Linked DNA regions of Hordeum vulgare: region 2 is linked to region 1. A link is a contact called in public Hi-C data. All regions are on one chromosome and are shown on one strand. Each heading gives the region's core, a stretch centred on a gene start, on an enhancer-like site or on the middle of the called end of the contact. The rest is flanking DNA. Distances are from core to core; before and after follow the strand shown. Region 1 has its middle 78 kb from the start of LOC123442890. Region 2 has its middle 96 kb from the start of LOC123442890.

Region 1 (6,671 bases), core at 3,227-5,726:
TTATAAATTGCCATGACATACTAAGGATGAATAGGGCCTCATTTTATAACTTGTGTACCTTGTTCTGTGAGCGAAAGTTGCTGGAAGACAGCATTCATACCTCCATTGAGGAGCAGCTTGCGATGTTCCTTCTTGTAGTTGGGCACAACCATAGGTTTAGGGCTATGCAACTCATATTTAGCAGGTCAATTGAAGTAATCAGTCGATACTTTAAGGTAGTTCTATATGCAATAGGAAAGTTGCGTGATGAGATGATACAAACCCATCCAATGAAGTTCATCCAAAAATCCTAGATAGTAGGCGCTTCTACCAGTACTTTAAGGTAATATGTTACCATTTAGAATTTTATGGACATGTTGGATAACTAAATATTACAAAATATACCTCACCTCTTTTCCTAGGACTCTGTTGGTGCAATTGATGGCACCCATGTGCTTGCCAAGGTACCGGTTGCTATTGCTTCGTCATTTAAAGGTAGGAAAGGCGACACTATCCAAAATGTGATGTCTGCAGTTGACTTTAACCTGAAGTTTACCTATGTATTAGCTCGTTGGAAAGGATGAGCCCGTGATGCACTCATTTTGGCCGGTGCATTGGAAAGGAATGATGGATTTGTTGTCCCTGCAGGTACTAGTGAACCACTTTAGTGGCTTCCGGTCGTTCGCTAACATATGGTAATAAAACAACACATGACCTTTTATTTGTTAGGAAAGTTCTACCTTGTGAATGTGAGCTATGATGTGCGGCCAGGGTTTCTTCCACCATACAGGGCTATTTGCTACCATCTTACCGAGTTTGGTGCACGTGTCCCTCAAAATGAGAAGGAGTTATTCAACCTCCACCACTCCTCTTTGAGGATCACTATTGAAAGGGCATTTGCAGCTTTCAAGAACTGGTGGAGAATTGTGGACAACAAGCCTCACCACCCTTATCCGTCACAAATCAAAATCATACTAGCTTGTTGCATTCTTCATAATTGGATACTTCCGTAGGGAGAGGACGATTTTGTACCGCCGGAGCACACTTTGGACTGGGAATGTAACATGTATCTTATGTTATGTTCTTTTGTTGGACTGTAATGGATTTCTGGCTCTATCTATTATGTGATCTTTGAGATGTACTAGATTAGTATGGATCTGTGACCCTATAATATGTGAACTTTTAAGATGTAGTGGATAAATTGTGCACTCTTTATGATCCTGATGCATTTATGTAGATATTATGACCATAAGCCGCTTCTATACTATACAAGCAAATAAGATGTTGTAAAAAAAATTGTTTTCTTACTGTAATCATCTCTGCTATTTTGAAGACGTGATTACATTTTTACCCAATCATATTGTTTCGGTACTTTAATTGGCAAATATATCTAGCTTGAAGTGCATATCACCAAAACTATCTTGTAGTTATTTTACATACATCATCTTGTTTGGCATCATAGAACATACCAAACAACATGTGTTGTATGTTGCATCTCTCATACAACCCGAGATGCAACATACCAAACAAAATCTAGGCTGAATCCGGCTCGTATCATGCACTACACCAAACACACATCTCATCTCTATTTTGCATCACCTCAACCAAGCCAGGCCCACCCAAGCTCTACAATGCATGATGGATACACAGGGAACCAAACACACCCATAGTGGGTTGACTAAGCGGCGTATCGGTTGTTACTTTCAAATCCGCTCATTCATTTTTTTTCCTTCTCTTCGTTAGTTTATATTTTATAAGAAACAAATTAACAAATACTGTAAAACGCAGGCTTGCTGTAATTTCCATGAAAACCATAAATTAGAAGAAAAATGGTAATGGAGTGTACAAAATTGTTACTATCAATTAAGAAAATGTTAATAACATTTTGAAAATGTTTTTGACATTGCAAAATGTTTAACTCCTATCAAAAAAATATTACAAAATATGTTCACACACATATAATTGAAACTTTTTATCATTTATACTGAAAAAAGTTTAATGTGTACAAAAAATGTTCCAGGAGTGTGCGTAAAATGTACAATGTATATAATAAACAGACATCAAAAACATATATTTTAATAAAATGATGTACTCTCTCCCTAACAAAATGTAGGATGTCTTTTTGTAGCCCACTACACCGAAAAAGGTCTGATATTACATTATAGAGTGAGTATTTAAAATATGGTGAACACGTATAAAAAATCCTTGTTTATGAAAAAAATGTACAAGGTGTATGAAAACAAGTAGTCATCAAAAACTAATATTTCAAACTTTTTATCATGCATTTCGAAAGTGCTAAGCCTGGATATGAAGTTGTTCCTGATGTGTAAAAAAACGTACAACATTTATAAAAGAATTATATCAAAATATATGCTCAGAGAAAAGGTTAATCATGTATTTGAAATTGTTAAGGGGATATAGAAAATGTTTTGTATGTAGACAAAAAATGTATAATGTGCATGAAAAAGAAAATACACATAAAATCATATATTTGAAAATATGTTAGTCCCGTATTTAGAAAATATTTACCTTACTCATAAAAATGTTTCCCGTGTATATGAAAAATCTTTCATGTATTCCAAAAGAGAACCCAATGAAAACTATCAAAAAAGATAATAAAAAAGGACAAGCAAATCAAACAAATGCAAAAGAACGAAAACAATGAAAAACAAACAAAATGCCAAGAAAAACAAAAAAGCGAGAAAGAAACAAAACAAAAAACGAAAAGTATAAATAAATAAGGAAAATAATTCAAAAACAGTGAAAACCGAGAAAGAAATAAAACATTGATAGAAAACAATAAAATATAAAAAACAAAAAAACTGGGAAGAAACAAAAACAAACATAAAAAGAAAAAGAAGAAAAACGCAGCCGTTAACATACCGATGGGTGAGCGGGTGAGCGTGAACAAACGTAAAAATGGGCCAGCTCAGTACTATACGTCAGACGGATAGTTTCGGGCGAGACGGGAGTGCATTTCCTATATAGAGCTGCAGGCGTCAAATTTCTTTGATTTTCAGCTAACCGGCACATGCACGCACGTTAGCTGGGCTCGGCCCATTTCTTTTGCCTGTCCGTTTACCTATTGCATGCTTCAAAGTGTAAAAAATTGGTTACAGCAAGGATTCCAATTGTCTTACTTATCATCATTTCTTTCGTTCCTTCTGTTTTTTATTTTCCGTTTTTCTTTTTTTCTGATTTCAATTTTTTTTTCTTTTCTTTTCAGTTTTCCTTCTTCCTCAGTCTTTTTTTTCATCCATCCTCACTTTTTTTAAAATAGATGAAATATTTCCTAATTGAGTTATATTTTCAAAATTTTATGAACCTTTTCAAATCCAATGAACTTTTTTTTTTAAAAATGATGAACTTTTTCCAGATTTGATGACCTATTTTCTTTAAGTTTGTGAACTTTTTTCGAAATGGTGAACTTTTTTCAAACTTGATGAACTTTTTCAAAATTTAGTGAACCTTTTTCAAATACAAATAATTTTTATTTGAAAATTCGATAAACCTTTTAGAAGAAATAATGAACTATTTTAAAAATCCACTGGACTTTTTATAAAGCGATGAACTTTTTCCAGATTCGATGACCTATTTTTAAGATCGATGAACTTTTTTCAGATTCGATGACCTATTTTGAAATCCGTTGAAAATGTGGCAAATTTTTTGACTTGTTTCCAAATTGATGAACTTTTTTCGAATTAGATAAAACTTCTTAAAAATTCGTGAACTTTTCTAACAAATTGGTGAACTTTTTTGTATCTTGTGAACTTTTTTGCTTTTTTATTTTTTCACTTTTTCTAACAAATTTTCCTGTTTTTTCACATTTCACATTTTTATTTTTTCATCTTTCTTTTTATTCGTCTTTCCTTTTAATTGCACGAACTTTTTTTCAAATTTGGTGAATTTTTTTAATTACGATGAACTATTTTTTGATAAATTATGATGAACTTTTCTCAAAATTTCATGAATTTCTTCAACTTTGATAAACTTTTTTTAGAAAAATTCAATGATTTTTTCAAAACAACTTGACGAACTTTTTTTTCAAAAAATTTGAACTTTTTCCAAACTCGACGAACTTTTAAAAGAAATGATGAACTTTTATCAAATTCGATGAACTTTTTTCAAAATCGGTGAATTGTTTTTGAAAACCTGTGGACTTTTTTCAAAAATGATAAACTTTTATAAAATTTCATGAGCTCTTTTTCAAAATTGTTGAATTTTTTTTATATTTGATGATTTTTTTGAAATGATCAACTTTTTTCGAATTCGATGAACATTTTTGTAAATCAGTATCTTTTTTGAATTTAATTGACTGTATAAAAATTGGATGGAAATTTCAAAATACTTGATTTTTTTTAAATATGGATTTTTATTTATGTTCATTTATTTTGTTTTCTTCTTTTTAGTTGAAGTCAACCCTTATTGGACCGGCCCATCTTGAGGCGCTGCAAGCGCCAGGAGCAGGAACGGACGCCTGCAGCGCCGTATAGGAGCACCCAAACGGGAGTTATTCTGGCCAAATCTTACAATGTAATTCTGCTAATGGGCGCTTGCACCGCCCCGCACTGGGCTGGCCCATGTCAGCTTTTTTTTTTTTCTGTTTTGAAGAAAAAAAAAGGTCTAGCGCTGTGCGTAATCGAACTCTAAATCTCCATCTCGGGTTAACAGGTGGTAACCACCACGTCACTTCACCAGACCTGATGAATAATTTTCCTTTACTCTTTTCTTATATCCTTCTTTGGTGTTCGTTTTTTGCTTCTGTTTTTCGTTTTTTTGCTTCTGTTTTTTCTTTTTTTTCTTCCTGGCCTGATGATTTTTTTATAATTCGTGAGCTTTTTCTTCAAATCGTTAACAAAAATCACCAAACTTTTGTCAAAATTGGTAAACTTTTTTCAAACCGAATGAACGTTTTTTAAATTTTTATAAACTTTTTTCTCAAATTCAATGTTTTTTGTTCATTCAATGATTTTTTTCAAATTTGATGAACACTTTTTTAGTTCTATGAACTTTCTTTAAATTTTATGAACACTTTTTTAGTTCTATGAACTTTCTTAAAATTTGATGAACTTTTTTCAAATTCGATGAACATTTGGAAAAAATTGATGAACTTTTTAAAATTTGATGAACTTTTTTAAAAATCAATTAACTTTTTTTCAAATTTGATGAATGTTTTTCAAAATCACTGAACTCTTTATTAAAACTATTGAACCTTTGTGAAATGTGATAAACATTTTTCATAATTTTTTTATTTTAAAAATCTGGCAATATTTTTTCAATTTAAAGAACTTTATTAAAAATCGATGTATTTTATTTGTCAAAAATCGATGGAGCATCAGAGCTGTTTGATGGGCCGGCCCAACGCGGGGCGCTGCAAGTCCCAGGAGGGCAAACGGGCGCCTGCAATATTTTTTGAAAGATCCAACCTCCGGCTGACATATATTGATTCAAAGGAGGTAGCAGTGCGGAGAAAACAATTTGGGGGGATGGTGATCCGAATGATCAAGGAGAAAAAGAAACGGGAAAACAAATCCGAAAAACCCTCGACACGTGAGGGTTGTTACAAAGGGTGATATCTCACGGTGGATCCCAAAACGGGTGCTCCAAAACTCTGGCTCCGGCTTGACACCAAAGTTCAACGATGCTGTTGATAGCATACTTCAAACTTTGAAACTCTGCAGTCTTATCTCTGAATGTGCAGGCGTTTCTCTCCTTCCATATCTCCGACAGTATCAAAACAATCATTGTCTTGACTGCTTTTTTGTACTTCGGTAAAGCTGAGTTGATCATCACACCTAAAATGTCTGAAGAGTTTTCTCTGTCTCCCCATTTTCTGGGTGTAGTGATTCACATCCGGGGCGTGATGCCACATGTGTCCAAACTTGTATGGACAACGGGCATTGCCAGAACAGGTGTTTCGCTGATTCTAGGTTCCGGTGACACAGTTGGCAGAAATAGCCATTTGGCCATCCTCTGCGTTGGAGACGGTCGTTGCACCACAGCCTGTTCTTCAGAAGCAACCAGATGAAGATCTTGAGCCGCGCAGGCGCCCAGGTTGACCAGATTAACTTCTTGTACTCAGATCGCAGGTGTCCTTGAAACTGAGCCTTGTATGCCGAACTAGCTGAGTATACTTCTGAAGGCTCTAGTTTCCACCTGATTGTGTCTTGAATGCCTGCAATATGGTTCTCGCGCTTTTTATTGGAGTTTATGAGCCGAAGACCATTGCAGAGTTTCGGCCGAGTCTTGATGAGTTGAGGGAGAATGTTAGTAAAAACGAAAGTAAGAAAGTATTTTCTCAACAAAGAAAGGTGAAAAGTGTATGGCACCACTAAAAAAGGCAATTTGAGTAGTACAGATACTTCTTCCCCATCGACGTCACTATATATCTGTTTAGTATATACTAGTCGGCCAGTACCATATATACTTGGGTTGAACTTTGTACTACGTGGAGACAGGGATGTACATGTCATCACACGCGTGAGAGTATATATATATGTGTGTGTCGCTCAGGCGATGGCAACGGCGTGCGTGCGTGCTTTGCCTGAAGATGTCACATGCGAGTAGTACCAAATTGTTAGCGCAATCCAATCCACGTCGGACTTTAGGCCGAACGCGGCTTGGTCGTTGAGTTGAAGGCGCCTGATTCGTGGGATCAAAGCAAAGGGAGCGGGCGTCAAGCCAACCGGTAA
Region 2 (7,279 bases), core at 3,069-5,568, 170 kb after region 1:
ATCAGAATAAATTAACAATTAATTTACTTCCACAAGTTGCATAATAATTTTCAAACATTAGGTACTGCATAATATCATTTACACAATTTATATCTACCAATATAATCCATGAAAACTCTAGGATAGGTAGATAACAAAACTACGACAACAATCTTTCCAAACAGAAGAGTTTGTAGAAATCTATTTAAACAACATACTTCCGTACCTCCAAAAATTCTAATAATTGAGGAAGTGATAAATAACTTGTATCTAAGTACTGTGTAAACATTTCATAAACTTTCCATGTTCCAATAAGTTCTGATAATTCAAACACTACAACAAAAGTTTCTATTTTTGTACATCACGCATCACACATGCAATTCAAGCATTCTAAAGGCAATTCTTGGAAATTTTTATTGAAATAAAAGACACAAAACATGATTACTACAGTATATTAATCATGTGCACACATGAAAACAGTAGGTAGAAGTATTGGGTTGTCTTCCAACAAGCGCTTTTCTTTAATGGCTTTTGGCTTGGCATGATGGTTTCAATGAGGCTCACATAACAATAGTATTTGAAACATGCAAAAAGAGCATCATGAATAACATGAAAATCACATTTAAGTCTAACCCACATCCTATACATAGGTATTTGTCAAGCAAAAAAATTATGGGAGCAAGAATCAACTAGCATAGGAAGGCAAAACAAGCATATCTTCAAGATGTTCAACACATAAAGAGGAACCTTGATATTATTGTAATACCTAGAAGCATATGTTCCTCTCTCATAATAATTTTCAGTGGCATAATGAAGTAATTCAAAAATACAACTATCACATAAAGCATTCCTTTCATGATGGACAAGAATAGAAAATTTATTACTCTCTACATGAGGAAACTTCTCATTCATAATAGTGGGAGCAAACTCAACAAAATAAATCACATGTGATACTTGAGTGGCATAATCCAATTGAAAATTAAAATCATGATGATAAGTTTCATGGTTATTATTAATCTCTATAACATACATGTCATCACCATAATCATCATAGATAGCAACTTTGTTGTCATAGTCAACTGAAGCCTCTTCCAAAATAGTGGACTAACACTAACTAAAGGCATGACCTCTCCAAATCCACTTTTATCATTATGAAAAGATTCAACACCCTCCAAAATAGTGGGATCATTAGTAACTAGAGTTGACACTCTTCCAAACCTCCTTTCATCAATATAATCATCATAAATTGGAGGCATACTATCATCATAATAAATTTGCTCATCAAAACTTGGGGGGCTAAAAATATCATCTTCATCAAACATAGCATCCCCAAGCTTGTGGCTTTGCATATCATTAGCATCATGGATATTCAAAGAATTCATACTAACAATATTGCTATCATGGTCATCATTCAAGGAATTCACATTAAGCATTTTTATAAATTCTTCCTCTAACAATTCAGCACAATTTTACGAACCATCATTTTGACGAAAGACATTAAAAAGGCAACCAAAATTCCATTTTTTGTAATTTTCTTTTGTAAAACCAAACTAGTGAAAAACAATAAAATAAAAGATTAAATTGCAAGATCTAAAGATATACTTTTAAGCACTCACCTCCCAAGCAAGAGCGCTAGAAAAGAGCTTGGTGTCTACTATGCAACTTTAACTTTATTCGTGTAGATGTTGTTGGGCCTCCAAATGCAGAGTTTTGGAGGGCAACATCAAATTTCCCTCAAGTGGATAACCTAACATTTGTAAATAAGTGGGAGGTGTAGGATGAAGATGGTCTCTCTAGAGCAACCCTGCAATCAAATAAAAGAAATGTCTTGTGTCCCCAACACACCCAATACAATTGCAAATTGTATAAGTGCACTAGTTCGACGGACAGATGTTGATACAAGTGTAGTATGGATAGTAGAAATATATTTTTATAATATGAATAAATTAAAACAACAAGGTAACATGTAGTAAACAACGAACAAAATGTTATATAAATGCTTGGAAATAAGGCCTAGGGTTCATACTTTCACTAGCGTAATCTCTCAACAATGCTAACATAGTAGAATCATATGGTCATCGCTCAACATGCAATAGAGAATGACTCCAAAGTTCCTATTAGCGGAGAACATAATAAAATGTTGTTGTAGGCAGCGAACCACCTCAAAGTTATTCTTTCGGTCAATCTTTTGGGCCATTCCTATTAGTGTCACAAACAACCTTAGAGTTCGTACTAGAATAACACCTATGATACATGTCAACTTGGTATGACTTCCGTATGATTGTGCCATGGAACATTGTTCTTAATAGCGGTTCCATAATTAAGTCTACGAAATCAAAGATTTTACAAGTGATTCAATATATACACGGCTTGTTTCAATAAATTATGAATCTTGTGAAAGCATGGTAGATGCATTGAAATGCAAATAATACATACGGATCTGAAGTTGCTAGATTCAATAGGATGAAGTCTATACGACAAGCAAAGCACAAACTAACATCGTAATGCCATTAGTGTAAAAGTAAAATGTGCTAACTAGATTATTGACTCTCGTGCAAGGGGAAGACTGTTGGAAATGTGCCCCACGGGCAATAATGTTGTATTATTATTTCCATATTAATAATTAATAGTTTATATTCTATGCTATAACTGATATGATCCTGGAATACATGATTCAGTGTAAAACTCGTATGCACGTGTGGAATGATAAACGAGAAAACAAGGATCCTAGTCTTGCCTCTAAGACCGAGTCAAGTTTTATGGGTGAACATGTTTTCCGGATATTACGATATCGTTAAGTGTAACAATGATCCTAAAACAACATTAAGAGTATGAAGTTAGAAGAATGATAATATTGAATCAACCCAAACTTGTACATTATACTTTGTGGATAATATTGTGTGAAATCAATTGCTATAACTTATAACACAGAGTATTAATGTGTGTTTTATGTTCCTTCGACCATTAGATCACTTCTTACCGTACGATGAGCTTTGGGGTTGCTCAAACGTCATCTGTAACTAGGTGATCATAACGACAACTTACAGGTTCATCGGAAAGTTTGACAAGGAACTAGATAGCCCCAAGGGTGAAATACTCCCTCCTCATCATGTCCTCCGCTCGGATAATGACGATGGCCACCGGAGATGATTTGCCCCTCCGACAAGGTACTCGAAAGGCTCTAGATAGGTTTTATTCGATACGGAGAGTCACAACGGCGGAACGGAAGTTCTCTCCTAATCTTTTGAGGATTTTGGTATATATATAGGATTTCTCACTGTTGGAATTACGCCAACGGATCCATATGGGGACCACCACACAACATGGCCCATAGGTGGCTCACCTGTGGTGGTTCTTCGCTCCAATATTTCTTATATGTTCTACAAAAAATAATTAAAAAGTTCCGAACGATTTCAAAAACTATCATTTTGTGCACAAAAAATAGCACCATGATAATTCTGCTAAAAACAACGTCATTCCAAGTTAGTTCTAATTAAATCATACAAAATGCATCAAAATCATATATATGTATTGTAAACATAGAGTAATATTACATGAATACTTTATAAATTAGCGATAGCGAAAAAACAAAAAATGAAATAATTCAGCAAAAACAAAAACAACACGTGAATTCATAAAGTTCACGAATTTTGACATAAATCAAGAACTTGCCAAAAAGTTCATGGATTTTTCAGAAAGGTTCATTGATTTATTTAATTAATTGAATTTGATAGAAGTACAACATCATTAAAAAAATTCATCAAATTCAAATAATTATCATCCAACTAGAAAAATGTTCATTGAATTAGGAATAAAAATAATAAATTATGGAAAATTCTCATCAATATTTTAGAAAAGTTCATAAAATTGAAAAAACTCCATTGATTTTGAAATTCAGAAATTTGAATAAAAGTTCATGTATTATAGAAAAAACTTTTCATGAATTTGAAAAAAATTGTTCATGAACTAGAAAAAGGTTGACGAATATGAATAAAAGTTCATAGATTTTGGAGAAAATGTTCATCTAGTTTGAAGAAAAATTTCATAAATACTAAATAATCCATGCATTTTAAGGAAAAATAAAAAGGGAAATGGTAAAGGAAAACCAGATAAAAAATTACAGGAAAAAAACATGTATTGCAGAAAGAAATAAAATGAAATAAAAAAGCAAGTATTTCACAACCTATATCCGAGTGGTAGTTCGCAGTCCATTCAATTGTGAGGTTGCGAGTTTAAAGTTGGCAGCATGCAATTTGTTTGGCCGGCCCAGGTAAGAGCACCTTCAGCGTCCGTTTATGTGAGAATGCTGAAGGTGCCGAACAGGAAATGTTGACAAACCCTATTTAACGCCCCAGACGCCGGTTAAAGGCAAAATGTACTAACCGGCCCCTGCAACGCTCTGTAATGAGTCGGCCTGTCTAGATATTCATTATGAACTTTTATAGCCGTGAACTATTTTAGCGCGTGAACCCTTTTTTGAAATCGGTGAACTTTTTTGAAAATAGTTGTACTTTTTTTTTAGAATCGATGAACCTTTTTTTGTAATCGATGAACTTTTTTGAAAAATCATGAACATTTCTCGCTATCAGTGAACTATTTTTAAAAATTGATGAACTTTTTTTCAAAATCGATGACATTTTTTTTGAATTCTGTGAACTTTTTGAAAAATCGTGAACATATTTCCAAAAATCGGTGAACTTGTTTTTCATAATTATAGATTTTTTTTGGAAAATCTGAACTTTTTAAAAATTCTGTAAACTTTTTATACTTTTTTAATAACCAAGGAATTTAATATGGGCCGGCCCAAGAAGAGGGCCGATGCAGGCGCCCGTTCCCTGGTGGCGCTTGAGGCGCCACATAGGATGTCCCAGAAATGTTCGTTCAAACTGAAGCGCCAAATTTCCCTCAAACAAAAAAAATGTAGCGCCAAATCCATTCATGAATTCAAGAGACGTTCCGTAAAAAAAGGTTGACAGAGAAATGACGTTCTAGCATCAGTGACGAAGCCACTAATAAGTCGAAGGGATGTTTCCAGCCGTACGCCTATCTTGCTGAAATAAAATTCCAGATTTTTTCCTTTGGTTCTTTAAAAAATCCATAGATGTATTAGTGAAAGAACATGGATGTCGACTAGGAGGAGGAGAGATATGAATATATGCTTTAAAATAATTATGGTTAAGACTTAAACAATTACAAAATAAAACTAACGTTTAATTACTCAAGCACAAAACCTAAAATAATTAAGCTCATCTATGAACATCAACAACTTAAGCTAAGCAAAATAAACAACTAAGTGATAGCAAAATATATATCAAGAAACAATGGCTATCACAAAGTAAAGTGCATAGTAAAGAGCTCAGATAAGAGATAACCGAGGCACGCGGAGACGATGGTGTATCCCGAAGTTCATAGTCTTACAGATGCTGATCTTCGTTTGGAGCGGCGTGGAGGCACAATGCACCCTAAAAAGCCATTGGGGTCACCGTAATCTCCTCACGCCCTCACACAGTGCAAGATGTTACGATTTCACTAGTGGTGCTCTTAAAAGGCGGCAACCGAACCTTTATAAACAAGATTGAGGCAATCTCCACAACTTAATTGGAGACTCTCAACACCACCACAAAGATTCGCCACAATGCATTGTGGCTTCGAGGTGCAAATTGCTCGGGGCAATCTCCACAATCTAAGTGGAGACCGTGACGTTTGCCCGGAGATTTACACCATAATGATTGAGCTCTAAGGCATCATCAACCGTTTAGGGCCCCAAAGCACCCAATTGGCACAAGCTCTAGGGTGTCCAAACAGCCAAGAGTAATAAGATTGTTAAACTTCACTTCCATGTATTACCATGGAGAACTCAAATCGATGCAACTAATGTAATGGTAAGAATATACGAGGTGGTCAAGTCCCTCACACTCAAATCCCACCACAACAACAAAAGGTATGGATGAATATGAGAGAAAGAACAAGGAGCTCACAAAGAAATCCAAGATCTAGATCCAAGGGGTTCCCCCCACATAAAGGAGAAAGTGATTATGGAAACATATATCTAGATCTCCTCTCCTTTTCCCTTCAAAAACTAGCGAGAATCATTTAAGAGGTTGAGAGATAGCAAGCTCAAAAAAGGTCAACAATGGGGAGCAAACATGAGCTCAAAGGATGGAAAACCATTGGGGAAGAAGACCCCCTTAAATAGGTTCCCCCAAATCAAACATTACGCACTCAACCCGTGCATAAGTCTTAGTCCCGCTCACGCTAGTGTACTTACGCTAGCACGAAAGTTTCAATCCATAGCGTGAAACTGAGAGGCTCCAGAAGGGAGTAGCGCCACCGAAGCGGTACTACCGCTCCCACGAGTGGTATTACCGCTAGGTGTTGCAAGTGCGGGTGAAACCGCGGCAGTAGAGAAAAGCAGGGCAGTACTACCAGAGAGAGTGGTACTACCGCCTATTACTGTCATTCTACTACCGCTCGAAGGAATGCGCTAAACAAAGAGCAAAATATAAGCGGTACTCCAGTAGTACTAAAGTGCGATAGTACCGATGGTCTGCGCGGTACTATCACTTAGGTGCTTCAAGCAAGCCCCAAGCAAAAGCGACGGATAAACACGCCAACACCGGAAACGTCATAAAAATGCATATGGACTTCGTTTTCGATGAACTCGAGCATGTGAAGAAGATTACCATAAGCTAGAGAACCCACATAGAGAAAAGTCAACCACGAACCAAGAAAGATGATGATGCCAAGAATGTAATGGTTTGAGCTATCAATGAGTGTTACAATCAAGCTACTCACATGAGATCCCCCCTTGTAGTACGGCTATCGATCCTATAACCTGGTCTCGCAACTAACATCCCGAGACCGGTAAAATAGAAAACTTATCAAGGACAAACATTTGCCTTGTGCATTGTCCACTTGAGTTAGACGATGATGATCGTGTCCTCCCCAAGATAGACCACCTTTCTTGATTGCGTTAGCTTGATGAAGACTAGTAGATTGCTCTCCCATACTCCACTACAGATGAGCCAATCTTTGGCATATCTTCACAGTTCCATTGTGACCAAATAGACGTCAAGCTTCAAGCATGATCTCTTTGTAATGCGTCACATGAAATTGCACACGACAAAATTGATGACGATCACCACTTGATGTCATCCTCCATGGGTTGTATGAGATCTTCCTCTTGACGCAAGCCCATGGACACATACCTAATCCCACATAGAACTCTCATGTAGACCATGAGTTAGTACACAAAGTGTAATGGACAATACTTACCATATCATGGGATCACTTGATCTTC

Evidence for each region. A called contact is a pair of places that touch in the nucleus more often than the background predicts.
Region 2: a Hi-C map of leaf shows a contact between it and region 1, with 6 times the contacts expected there. The contact joins two enhancer-like sites. A contact is called at or near these places in 3 of 6 Hi-C or Micro-C datasets (leaf and seedling).

The regions. Positions count from the first base shown.
Region 1 is chr3H:43,008,340-43,015,010 of MorexV3_pseudomolecules_assembly, forward strand. No RefSeq gene overlaps it. Among protein-coding and RNA genes, the nearest start is that of LOC123442890, 78 kb to the right of the region's middle. Within about 2 kb of position 4,477, at least 3 of the 3 cell types and tissues checked have open chromatin away from gene starts, as enhancers often do. A contact at or near this core is called in leaf, where this site is marked.
Region 2 is chr3H:43,182,188-43,189,466 of MorexV3_pseudomolecules_assembly, forward strand. No RefSeq gene overlaps it. Among protein-coding and RNA genes, the nearest start is that of LOC123442890, 96 kb to the left of the region's middle. Within about 2 kb of position 4,319, at least 2 of the 3 cell types and tissues checked have open chromatin away from gene starts, as enhancers often do. A contact at or near this core is called in leaf, where this site is marked.